Regions from separate parts of the Drosophila melanogaster genome. Here region 2 is linked to region 1. Evidence: chromatin contacts called from public Hi-C data. All regions are on one chromosome and are shown on one strand. The core of a region is the stretch at or near the end of the contact, and the rest is flanking DNA. Distances in the headings are between cores, read along the strand shown.

What was found. Hi-C and Micro-C count contacts between places; a contact is called where the count stands out from the background.
Region 2: a Hi-C map of the Kc167 cell line shows a contact between it and region 1, with 2.2 times the contacts expected there. The contact joins the promoter of Cdep here to the promoter of beta-Man in region 1. A contact is called at or near these places in 2 of 107 Hi-C or Micro-C datasets (the Kc167 cell line and wing imaginal disc).

The regions. Positions count from the first base shown.
Region 1 is chr3R:4,193,822-4,200,173 of dm6, forward strand. It overlaps beta-Man (beta-Mannosidase), which reads left to right and starts at 3,385. Exons shown (of 9, transcript NM_141179.4): 1 at 3,385-3,741; 2 at 3,916-4,050; 3 at 4,438-4,951; 4 at 5,009-5,105; 5 at 5,184-5,472. The coding sequence starts at 3,594. It also overlaps the pseudogene CR33294.
Region 2 is chr3R:4,908,176-4,914,299 of dm6, forward strand. It overlaps Cdep (Chondrocyte-derived ezrin-like domain containing protein), which reads left to right and starts at 2,377. Exons shown (of 13, transcript NM_169022.2): 1 at 2,377-2,910. It overlaps Gnf1 (Germ line transcription factor 1), which reads left to right. Exons shown (of 4, transcript NM_079505.3): 3 at 73-915; 4 at 974-1,906. The coding sequence ends at 1,751.

The sequences.
Region 1 (6,352 bases), core at 2,135-4,634:
TTAAAAATTATCGATAAAACTTTTTGCCATGTCCACTTACTCCCCAAAACTGTCACTCCCACACATTTTAAAAATGTTTTAATATTTTTGTTATATTTTATTAGATATTGAAAATTCCTATCATTTTGCCAAATAACTTTTTGCCTCGCCGACGCTAACGCCCACAAATTACCCAACATATTTCATTATATTCTCCAATATCTATCGATAGATGAGGGAACGGGTATCTGATAGTCGGGAACTCGACTATAGCACTCTATCTGGTTTTTAATTTATCTTCCTAATTGCTACGGTCTTGCCGTAAACCAAAGCGTCCCCTGTAGAGTTTAGGGTCCTAGATATAACGTTACCTTTTGTTTTGGTCTTAAAATATGTAAAAACTAATCTTATTGAATTTAGACAATGGCAGAACCTTTTTTTCGGGTCAATTGCCATCCCATATTCATGAAAGGAGCGAATTATGTACCAGCCCACACACTTCCGGAGTTATCGGCCGATGCCGATGCGGGTAAGTATATATACCTAATGGCAGCAGAAATAAATTAGCTTATTATACGAAATCCAATTAAGTCGCACATTTGCTTAAGTCCGCAAACGAGGCCAATATGAACATGATACGCGTTTGGGGTGGCGGCCTTTATGAGTCGGATACCTTCTACAACTTAGCGGACTTTTACGGACTATTGGTGTGGCAGGACCTGGCGTTTTCTCAAGCAGCATACCCGCTAGCAAATGACTTTGTAGCTTCTGTGTGCGTTGAGACAGTACAGAATGCACAGCGTCTTTCTTATCATCCAAGTTTAGCCCTAATAGTCACCAACAATGAGATTGAGCTATTCCTGTCAAGCAACAAATCTGATTTTGGAGAAAACGCCACTAGAATGGATAGTGATTACAAAGCCTTGTTTATTGAAACATTAATTCAAGAGTTAAACGTTATCTCTCGTAAAGATTTTAGTCCTCGCCCTGACCCCATGGCCTCTACGCCTTCATTAGGTGTTCAGGAGTCTGGCAAAAACCTCTCCAACAACCCGCAAAGCTTACAGGTGATGGTGAGTCTGCTTTTCACAAATTTATTCCTGGAAATTCTCCGTCTACGTCTATTTTACCTTTGTTTTTTATTTTAGTGCACTTTTGGGACGACAAAGATGGATTCAGCCCTGAAACGTATCCAAACGCTTTGTTTCGGAATTCGGTTACTCTAGCCTTCCAATGAAATCAACGTGGCAAAGGGCACTAGCTGATTCTGCAGATAATAGCGACCTTGAAATTGCGAGACTTATTCGAAGCCGTCAGCACGACCCTAAGGGATTCATACCGATACTCCAATTGATTGCCTATCAGCTTCCGTTTGTTCCCCAAAATTGGGACGAAAATATCGATGTTTTTATATTTTAGCCAAGTGACACAAGCCATGGCAACTAAAACCGCTTTGGACGTGTTTCGTAGTCTACGCACAGGAAACCATACAATGGGAGCTCTTATATGGCAGTTAAACGATGTTTGGGTGGCTCCAACTTGGTCCTGCATCGACTTCTACGGAAACCCTAAGCTATTATACTACTGGACCAAGGAACTTCTTGCCCCAACGAGTGTTATAGCCCTATACGAAAAAACCTCAATATCACGCTTACAAGAGAGGACTTCTCCGAGCATAGAGACTCGCGGTTATACCATGTACTGGTGAACACCTATCTATGGACGGGCTCGATTCCTAAGAAGACTATTGCTCGCCCTTTTGGACTGGTGAGACACCCAAGACATTATATTGGCAATAATATCATCTACCAAGGGCTCATTTACAGGGCTCCAATAAACTTGAGATGCGGCAAATACCTTTGGAATATTTGCTGTACATAAACATTTGAAGGAAGAACTGTTTTTGGAAATCATTTTGGAGGACGAATACGGCAACTCTGTGACTAGAAACTTTTTTTACCCCGTACCCTTTAAAAAAATTATGGGCATTAAAGATTCAGAACTAACAGTAAGTGTGCCCCTCTTTTTAAAACGCCTAATATTTGCTATTTTCTTACTTGTATGTAAGTCAAACAGCTGGAGGTCGAAGGTCAGGACTGCAAAGCGGCAACATCCCCTTATGCAAATAGTTTTAGTTTGCGCATTACTGTCAGATATCCGGCTCTACTTGTATACCTCGAGCTATTGCATCCTTATTATGTCAAGGAGCGGCACAAGTTCTCGACAAATGGCTTTACTCAAACCCAGCCAAAAAAGACGATACACCTAGTGATCGAAAGCGACTCGGTATGCATGACTTTAACAACCGACCACATTAAAGTTCAAACGATTAATCAGTATTTAATATAAACCATGTTTTACTAAGTTGAAAATGCTGCACAATATTTAAAATATACCTAAAGCAGAACATACTTCCGAAATTGTTTTTTTTTTCAGGGACCCCTGTCAACACATGTTAAAATATATATACATTAATATACATACATATTAAAAATTTGATTTGATGAAAATCGAACATTGTTTTTTTCTTAATATTTCCAAAATCATTATGATTATAAGACCATCATATTTTTCGCAAAAATTAAACAAAACTCTTAAGAAGGGGTCTCTCGATGACTAAATTATATTTATATTATTTGTTCACAAGTTAATTAATATTTAAATTTAATTTTAAATACATAAACATTTTGCAGTTTTGGGCGCGTGGCAAAAAGTTTTTTGGCAAATCAATAAAAGTGTATAAGAATAATGAAAATATGAAAAATTTCAAAACATTTTTCAAAAGTATGGGCGTAGAAGTTTTGAGCGGTTTGTGGGTGTTGCAAAAATATTCTTTGGCAAATAGATAAAAATTTACAAGACTAATAAAAATATGAAAAATATCAAAACATTTCTCAAAAGTGTGGCCGTGACAGTTCTGGGCGGTGTATCGCCTACGTCCCTAAAATATGTATTATACATACATACATATACATACATACATATAATACCTATATACATTGTATTCATGCAGAAAGAAGCGTTTCCGACCATATTAAATTATATTTATATTTATTATTTATATATTACTCGTAGAGTTAAAGGGTATACTAGATTCGTTGAAAAGTATGTAACAGGCAGATCCAACCATATAAAGTATATATATTTTAGATCAGGAATAATAGCCGAGTCGATCTGGCCATGTTCGTATATCCGTCCGTCCGTATGAACGTCAAAATCTCAGGATCTATAATAGCTAGTAGGTAATAGTATTTTTTCTCGATTTCGTGTTTAGGTGCGCTTTATAAGTTCCGACAAGGCGTATGTATATTTGATCTGGCTCACTTGAACACGAAATTCTGAGTAACAGCTGATGCGCGCAGAGGTTCGTTACGTTGAAAATACTTTCATTATCGATATGTATGCGTTCCTTAGCTCTCTGCTTTCAAAAGAGACGTACTCTCACTTGCTGCTCCAACGATCGGATCTGAATCGTCGGGCAAAGCGATACATTCGTTGTTCGTGAGTCAGTGGAAGAACTCCACGTTTTGCTGAACGCTCAGAGTGCTTTTTGTCGAACAGAGGAGTCGTCTTTAAAGTAGCTCCTCTGAATTGAAACGACCACTTCTTTCCAGATGAAGTACGGATGCGGATTACTCAGGAATGGCACCACGGGCGCTGTTATGGTCGGATTAGTTTGTGGCCTTTATGTTTGCAGCGGCCAATGTGATAAGGTGGAAGTAATAGAGCTGAGCAATTGGACGATAACTAATCAGAATGGCTGTGAGTACCATAAATTCAGAGCTGCACAAAAGCCCTTTGCAAAATAATCTAAAACGATATTTCAAGTTGAAAAAGTTGAAAAGGGAAGTCCATCAACTAAATGTGCCCTGGAGGAGCGCGTTTTCCCATTGGCAACTGTCTTGCTACTTAATATAAGTGTTCCTTTCCCCACAGCCCTGACTATTGCCAACCAAACGTTGCCCTTGGGCATATACAGTGCCTTCGCACCCCAAGTGCTGGACTCCTACAACGACGTCGGTCTGCGTTACTTGGCCTACGACAACTTTACCTTCTCCAATTTCTTTCAGTGTAAGTTTTAGCAAGATTCCCTTTACTTCGCTTTTAGAGTTCGATTGAAAAAAAACAATCATATATATATATTAGTTTACCTGACTGTTATGATATATGAGTTTTAAAGACTAGGCATCTGCTATTGAAGTTTCTGGTCTAATTTAAATCCCCAAAAAAAGAGTATCCTTTTATACGTATTTTAACCATAGCTTTCCAAATATCTATTTTCCTTAACGGGTTTGTGGTGCTATCAAAAATTTTTGCGTCGGAAAAAATTGATCCTGATCAATAACATCTTGTTACATTTTTAAGGAATTTAAAACTCACTTAATTTAATTCCCCAATTGATATAAAGGCATTTATTTAGGTATTACTTCTTTCCTTTTCTGATAATGACTGACTAAGTCGACGTTCATCACTTCAATCGCGGCCACATCAACCTGACGTTTCACGGCATTGACACGGTGTCGGAAATCCGGCTGAACCATCAACTGCTGGGACGCACGGACAACATGTTTGTCCGCTACTCTTACGAAGTGAGTTCCCTGCTCCAAGCGGAAAACTTTCTGGAAGTTGAGATCCAATCTCCAGTTGTGGCTGCTTTGGCAAGAGCCAATGCTTTAAAAGAAGCTAAAAAGAGCGTGCCTCCCGAATGCCCCAACGAGCGCTACCATGGTGAGTGCCACATGAACATGCTGCGGAAGATGCAGGCTAGCTTTTCCTGGGACTGGGGTCCTGCAGCTCCCTCTGCTGGAATCTGGAAAAACGTGGAGCTGGAAATCTACGAGGTGGCGGTTATTCGTGAGGTGGATGTGGACGTTAGCCGCGTCAATGGTTCGTACTGGAACATGCATATTCGCTGCTTCCTGGACGCGGGAGGCTGGCAAAACTTCAATGGAAGACTCGTCCTATATGCTGTGTAAGTAAACAAGCTGCGGTCAAAACTCGTCATATTTACGGACATTATGGGTTGCAGCGAGCTATTGGACCGTCCGGTAGTAGTAGACAGATACGCAATAAAAAACATCAGTCACTTGGCGCCAGTAATTGAATTCGATCAGGCCGTGCCAAATGTAAGTAACGCCTGCCAATTACATCGACACGATTTTGCACTGTCTATATCTTTGTCATGTGCCGTTATCACTTCGCAGGGGAAAGTCGTAACCTGGTGGCCCAATGGCTACGGCGAGCAGAAACTGTATCCGCTCCACTTCACTCTGAAGACCTGGCTGGGACCTGATGGACCCGAGGTTCGCTCTAAGACCAAGTCGCACAAGTCGCTCCGAGTGGGTTTTCGTACGCTTGATCTAGTAGAGGATCCCGCCCCTGACGGCGTTGGAAACACCTTCCTGTTTCGAGTTAATGGTGTAGAAATGTTTATGAAAGGCAGTAACTACATACCATCCCACTTATTACCCGAAATGCAAACAAATGAACAGAGTAAGTGCACACCATAATTGTAGATTACTTTTGTTATGACTTAGAAGTACATGCTCAAAAAAATCATAGGTAACTTAACTTTAAGATGGGAAACAACAAATAATGTGATTGATGAATCTGATACGGAACTGCCCAAGCCCTCACAAATAAATCTATTATCTTAAAATTATATATTTTTCAGGTTTTCAATTTATAATATGCTTATAATCAATAGATTTGAGTGATATAATAACTATATAATTAATAATTGTATTTGTATTAAGGCATGCTCTGGTAATCGTAATTTTGTTTTTTTGATTTCGATTTGGGCAAAATCGTTTGATTTCGTTTTTAGGTGCTCTGGTCTTCCCAAAATTTTTTGGCCCTTCTTTAAATTAATTAATGATTTCTTTCATATTTTAAAAGTATTTTTACCTGCATTTTCCGTTTGACCAACAGCATGTCAGCCTTCGCGACGTACTTATCAACCACCCCTTGCCCCTTTTTGTTGCCGACAGCCAAATTTTGGTTGTCAAATCGGAGGTGGGATCAGAAATAATTTATTATAAAATAACTAAGTGGCAGAATGATCTTGTTTCCCCCTTAGTAAATAAGATCTGATTTGATATAAAACAAAAGAGAACGCTATAGTCGAGTTCCCCGACTATCAGATACCCGTTACTCAGGGAGTGGGAATGCGAAAGCGATATCGATAGATTTTTTAGTTACGGAATAAAATGAGGATAAATTTCAAAATTGTGCAAAAGTCTGGACGTGACCGTTTTAGTCGTTTTGTAGGTGAAGGAGGCAAGACGAACAATAATTTAGTTTCTGATAAATAATGTTGCGCGATCTGCCAAACTAATCTAATAATAGTGGTCAATCGCATACGAAAATTATT
Region 2 (6,124 bases), core at 1,127-3,626, 710 kb after region 1:
ATACAGTCACAATTTGAAACTGAAAGCCAAACAGGAGAGGGTTAAAGTTTTACATTATTTTAATTTTCCTAGGCTGATGAACTGGTTGTCCAAGTGGTATGTTAACCATGATGGAAACAAGAAGCCCCAACGGCCCAATCCTTGGGCCAAGAACGACGACGGCAGCTTCTACAAGGCGGCCCTACTTTCGGGACCCCCTGGAATAGGAAAGACCACGACGGCGACTCTGGTAGTGAAGGAGCTTGGCTTCGATGCGGTGGAGTTCAACGCCTCCGACACACGCAGCAAACGCTTGCTCAAGGATGAAGTGTCCACGCTGCTGAGCAACAAATCCCTCTCCGGTTACTTTACAGGGCAAGGCCAAGCGGTCTCCCGCAAGCATGTGCTCATAATGGACGAAGTTGATGGCATGGCCGGTAACGAGGACCGTGGTGGAATGCAGGAGCTGATTGCCTTGATCAAGGATAGCTCTATTCCAATTATTTGCATGTGTAATGATCGCAACCATCCAAAAATTCGATCCCTGGTTAACTATTGCTACGATCTGCGATTTCAGAGGCCTCGCCTCGAGCAAATCAAAGGGAAAATAATGAGCATCTGCTTTAAGGAAAAAGTAAAGATATCACCGGCCAAAGTGGAAGAAATCATAGCGGCTACCAACAACGATATTCGGCAATCCATTAACCACATTGCCCTGCTGAGCGCCAAGGAAGACGCTTCCCAAAAGTCAGGGCAGCAGGTTGCCACCAAGGATCTGAAGCTGGGACCCTGGGAGGTGGTGCGAAAAGTCTTCACCGCGGACGAGCACAAACACATGTCTTTTGCCGACAAGAGCGACCTTTTCTTTCACGACTACAGCCTGGCCCCGCTCTTTGTGCAGCAAAACTATCTGCAGGTCCTACCACAGGGAAACAAGTAAGTCTAGTTTACCTAAGCCAAGGGCGTACCCATTCACCAACTTCACTCTTTGCAGAAAGGATGTCCTGGCAAAGGTGGCAGCTACGGCAGATGCCCTAAGCTTGGGTGACCTTGTTGAAAAGCGTATTCGTGCGAATTCTGCTTGGAGTCTTCTACCCACTCAGGCCTTTTTCAGCTCGGTCCTTCCTGGCGAGCACATGTGTGGCCACTTCACTGGACAGATTAACTTTCCCGGGTGGCTGGGCAAGAATTCCAAGTCTGGAAAACGTGCCAGGCTGGCCCAGGAGCTGCATGATCATACTAGGGTCTGCACCTCGGGCTCAAGGCTATCAGTGAGGCTGGATTACGCCCCCTTCCTTCTGGATAATATTGTGCGACCTCTTGCAAAGGATGGGCAGGAGGGTGTGCCCGCTGCTTTAGACGTTATGAAGGATTACCATCTACTCCGTGAGGATCTGGACTCGCTGGTCGAGCTTACATCCTGGCCCGGCAAGAAATCCCCACTGGACGCAGTGGATGGGAGAGTAAAAGCCGCTTTAACGCGATCCTACAACAAGGAGGTTATGGCATACTCCTATTCCGCTCAAGCAGGCATCAAAAAGAAGAAATCAGAGGCTGCTGGAGCGGATGACGATTACTTGGACGAGGGTCCGGGCGAAGAGGACGGAGCTGGTGGCCACTTATCATCAGAGGAAGACGAGGACAAGGACAACCTAGAGCTGGATAGTTTGATCAAAGCCAAAAAGAGGACAACTACGTCAAAAGCGTCTGGTGGATCCAAAAAGGCTACATCTTCCACGGCTTCAAAGTCTAAGGCCAAGGCCAAAAAGTGAATGCACTAACGATTTCCTATATTATATGATGATTTTTTTGCCATCAAATTTCCCATTTGTAAGTAGTTTTTGTTTAAAATCTCATGAATGGCCGGCACTGGCCGACACTGTTTATACTGCTGAAAATATATATTTACCAATAAAATATGTGCTTGAATTGCAAAACATTTTATTATAACACTGAGTGGCGTAGGTGTAAACTAAAAAGGGAAAAATTGGTAATAAAATAATTGTCTGTATGAATAATACTACGAAAGAATTGAGATGATGATTTTTTAATTGATCAATTGTTTGCTTTAACTGTATAAGGATCAAGAGCGCGAATATGTCAAGCTCAAATTTATTTAAAAAAAATTGTTGGTAACGCGATCAGTGATGGTCACTCCATGCTCTATAATTTAAACTAATTTGTACTATCGTACATTTACATTTGTGAAAAATACGTTTACAATTTAAAAATTAATTTAAGTCTTTAATTTATACTTAATTAATTATTATAAATATATTATAACATAATAACGTTTTTGGCCTGAAACAAATCGATGATGTTGCGAAGCACAATCGATAATGCAGCAATCGATGTTTCGGCAGCCCTGCTATCTCGTGGTAGCGCCAAAGAGTATCGTATCTGAGTTTTTTCCCCGATGTCAACGCGAACGGATGCACGTACTGGGCAGCGGAAAATGCAGTGAAAATTGCCAGAAAAGTCAGGGGACAGCATGTGCGGGCAAATTCAAGCGAAGCATTCGATTAACTGCCAGAGTGCGCGATCCACTTGATTTTCCGGGAATACCTGCCACGTTCGACGGGTTTCGCGTTCTATATTTTTCGCACTGAAAATTCTCGGCTTACGCGCGCCTGTGTGTGTGGGAGTGTGTATCTGTGTATCCGTGTAAAGGGCGCAGCTCGGCGAAAAACAACACCCATAAATGAGCGAAGCCAGCCTGGCGTCGCGCTTTTAATCAAATTAAAATTAATTGTAGTTCAAAGCGTCGAACTCGTCCGCTTTTTTTTGTTTTTTGCGCAACTCTCTGAAAATTCAATAAGCACGTAAATTCCAGCACACACACAACGACTTCAACCGCGCACACACACAGATACAACGCTGCCGAGCTGGGCGAGCGAACGCGAGAGCGAGAGCGAGCGCGCGATAGAGCAGGCAAGTGCAGACTCCGATTCCCTCCCACACCCCCTGCCCAAGCACCCACCCCATTGCTGTTGTTGTTGGGCCAGGCCAGGCCAGTCACAAGGACACTCTCAGCCTCCCAGCTCACGCATACATGCTCACGCCCGAGAGCCAGGGTTTTGCGCTCCTCTCCCCTTCCCATTCCCCTTGCGCTCGGTAAACAGGTGCCGCGCCTTGTACCGTTACTTTGCCTGCCTTCGGAGGGCTTCGTGCTGCGTGTTTTGGCTACACATGTTTACCTTTCAGCACTCGCCCAAACGTCATTGCAGTGAGTGTGAATCCATCCAGGGGTCAAGTGGGGGGAGTGTTGTGAATGAGGGATTCGAATAAACGAATTTTCCAGCTCATAGCTGTCGCCAATACTCCTTTCACGCAGCATGCAAATTGAGATTTACTCATAATGTATTTTTCGCCCACAAGCCATTTGTCATAAAAACGGTAAAGAATATGAATGTGATTTTAGGTTTATCACATTTCGATAGAACTTATGATGCCACTTGTAAGATAGGATATGCTATAACATCCAATTTGGATGTAAAGATAGCGTTTTTTTTTTTTATACGGGAAAAGAGGAAGAATGGCTCTGAAATGCTTATTTTGCTCCCAGTCGAAGTACACATTGTCCACCTATTAATATATTCAAGCTGAATACAATTTCCTTGCTTTTTCGCCTTTCGCCTTTCATCTTACCCGCATCCTGCCTCATTTTTATCGCCCTTTTCACATTTCTCTGCACACAGCGCTCCATATTCAGGTCATTGCATTTGTTCGACGTTCCACCCCATCGAAACACCACCCACTTCTCGCCCTTCCCCACGCCCCCTCTGACACATTATGCTGCGATCGTCCTGCGTGTGAATGTTTACTTTTCAATAGATTTCGCTTTCGTTCACTCGAAAGTCTGTCAGTGGACAAGTTCTTGTTATTTTCCGCCTCATCGGCGGACCCTGCATTTTTATCGGCTCATGAGGTCAGCGCATTTTTCTGTGCCATGGGACGTATCTCTATTTGCATAGTGACGAAACTCTTCAATAATAAACTCCGCAAAAAGACCGAAACTGATATCAGAGACCTTCCGATAAATGGTTTGCGATAAGGCAGAACAAGGAACACAGTTACAGCTGGGCACCCCTAACGGGTTCAGTATCTTTATCCAGACTGCAAAAACAATAGCCAGAAATGAAATAGATACACCATGGGTGTACATGGGTGAAAGACAGTTGTTCTTGCGTAAGACGACCTCTGTTCATATTTTGGTTGAATGCGAGGTCTGTCTGTAAAAATATAGTATAGTTCGACATACAGGAGGTTTCACTGTACACCACACATATGCAGCACTCTGTTTACACCGCTTCTTATCAGCAGAACGCGGTGTGTGTGGGAGAACCGCTTGGGGCGGGCTAGCGGCACAGATAAGCCAACGCCGACAACACACTTGACTGAAGAGAGCGGAACCGAAGCTGTCAAAATACCCGTTTGTTAGCAAGCTGGTCGTTGAGTTTTTGGCTAGTCAACAGCCCTTCTGACATCATCATTGGGGCTCTTTTAGGATGGATCAAAGTCCCGGCCTAAAAGTTTGCCGTGTAGAAAACTAGGCATATTCTTCATATTCAGTACGTAGTTTGTAGGGTAAACTGTTGGAATATATTTTCCACTTATGACAATGTCGAAGCCATTACACGGATGCAATGGATAAATATAGGCCGAGACAAGAACAACTTGACTTGGCTTGTTGGCCAAAAGAGAACGAGATATTCGTGCAGACAAAATGAGTTAATAGTGGACTCTGGAGAGACTATCTGTCGTTGAATCCCAGAGATACACAGATACAACACACAAAGTCCGCTGATGGCCGCATTGGCCCGGCTAAATTAAGTTGCAAGCCCACTTCCAGCCTATGCCCACATAAATATTTAATTTGCGATCTCAATTCGCTTTGTTGGCTTTCTGAGTGTGTTTTTTTTTTGTTTCATGTAAGCCAGCAAAAGCGGAGAACATATAACAAAATGAGGGTGGTCGTTGATGCGCGGTTCACCCTTGTTCTCCTTTGTTTTTCGGCGATTTAATTGAAATTTGTTTACTCGCCAGTGATTTACACTCGTTAGCAGGTTTTCTGGTTTTGGTCAAAGCATAAAACCATTACCATTTCCGTTTTCAGCTGCCTGAAAATCGAAATGTATCTGGTGTCACGGCCCGTCCGTTATGTGCTGAATATAAATTAAGCACAGTCAATGTGCTTGATCCCCTGTACAGTGGACTCAGGCAAAACCACCAACAGTGCTTCGCAATAAATAATCAATAATCAAAAGTTTTTTTTATTGCTTTCGTGAAGGCTTGTTAACGACGAAATACTTTGCTTACTTCTTACTTTTTCTTACTACTTTGCTACTTCTTGTAGTGCTATAAACATTTACATGGCATTTATTTGAAAGATTCCTTTAGAATATGGTAGCAATCCTCTGTAGGAGAGTGTTCAATATCGTTTGTATAGCGTGCTACTCAATTTTCCTATACAAGATAATTTTCTTTTTTCAAAATAAAACCAGGATTTGAAGAACTTTTACCATTTCTTCTCCATGCATATGATTTTGCCACCTTTAGGCGGCTTTTATCGTACTTTGTTCAACAAATTGCCATAATTTGTTGTAAATTCCAATCAAGTGGTTGCCACTAGTGGTTCGCATGGCGGGTGCGGCGGTTCGGGTCGGTCTAATCAATACCTAGAGCCACTTGTTTGTTCGTTCAGTCGAAGTCTTGTCCAGCTGTCACTTAAATGGTTTGTGTGTATGTGTATGTGAACATTATTTTCCACTTCGTACTGAGCAGGGGTCTTGTTCACATGCGACTATGCGAGTATCTGTGGATATCGGGGTATCTGCGAGCCACCCGTGACAATACTAATTGATTTCCCCACACAGACACTGTCCCTTTTGAGTTTTCTTCTGCGGTGTGTTGCGGTTGTTCATAAGTTTCCTCTTATTATATTATATTATTGCCATTGCTGGCTTCGTGGTGTGTGGTGCAAACTGGCAAATAATTCGTTAAACTACGGATTACGTAGCTTGGGAAACAGTTTTTGCGGCTGATAGCATTGCTAAAAGGAAAACCTTTCATTATAAATGTAACAAAATTTAAGGAGCGCAGTGCATCGAACAACGGTTGCAGATAGCAATTAAGCAATTCCGGC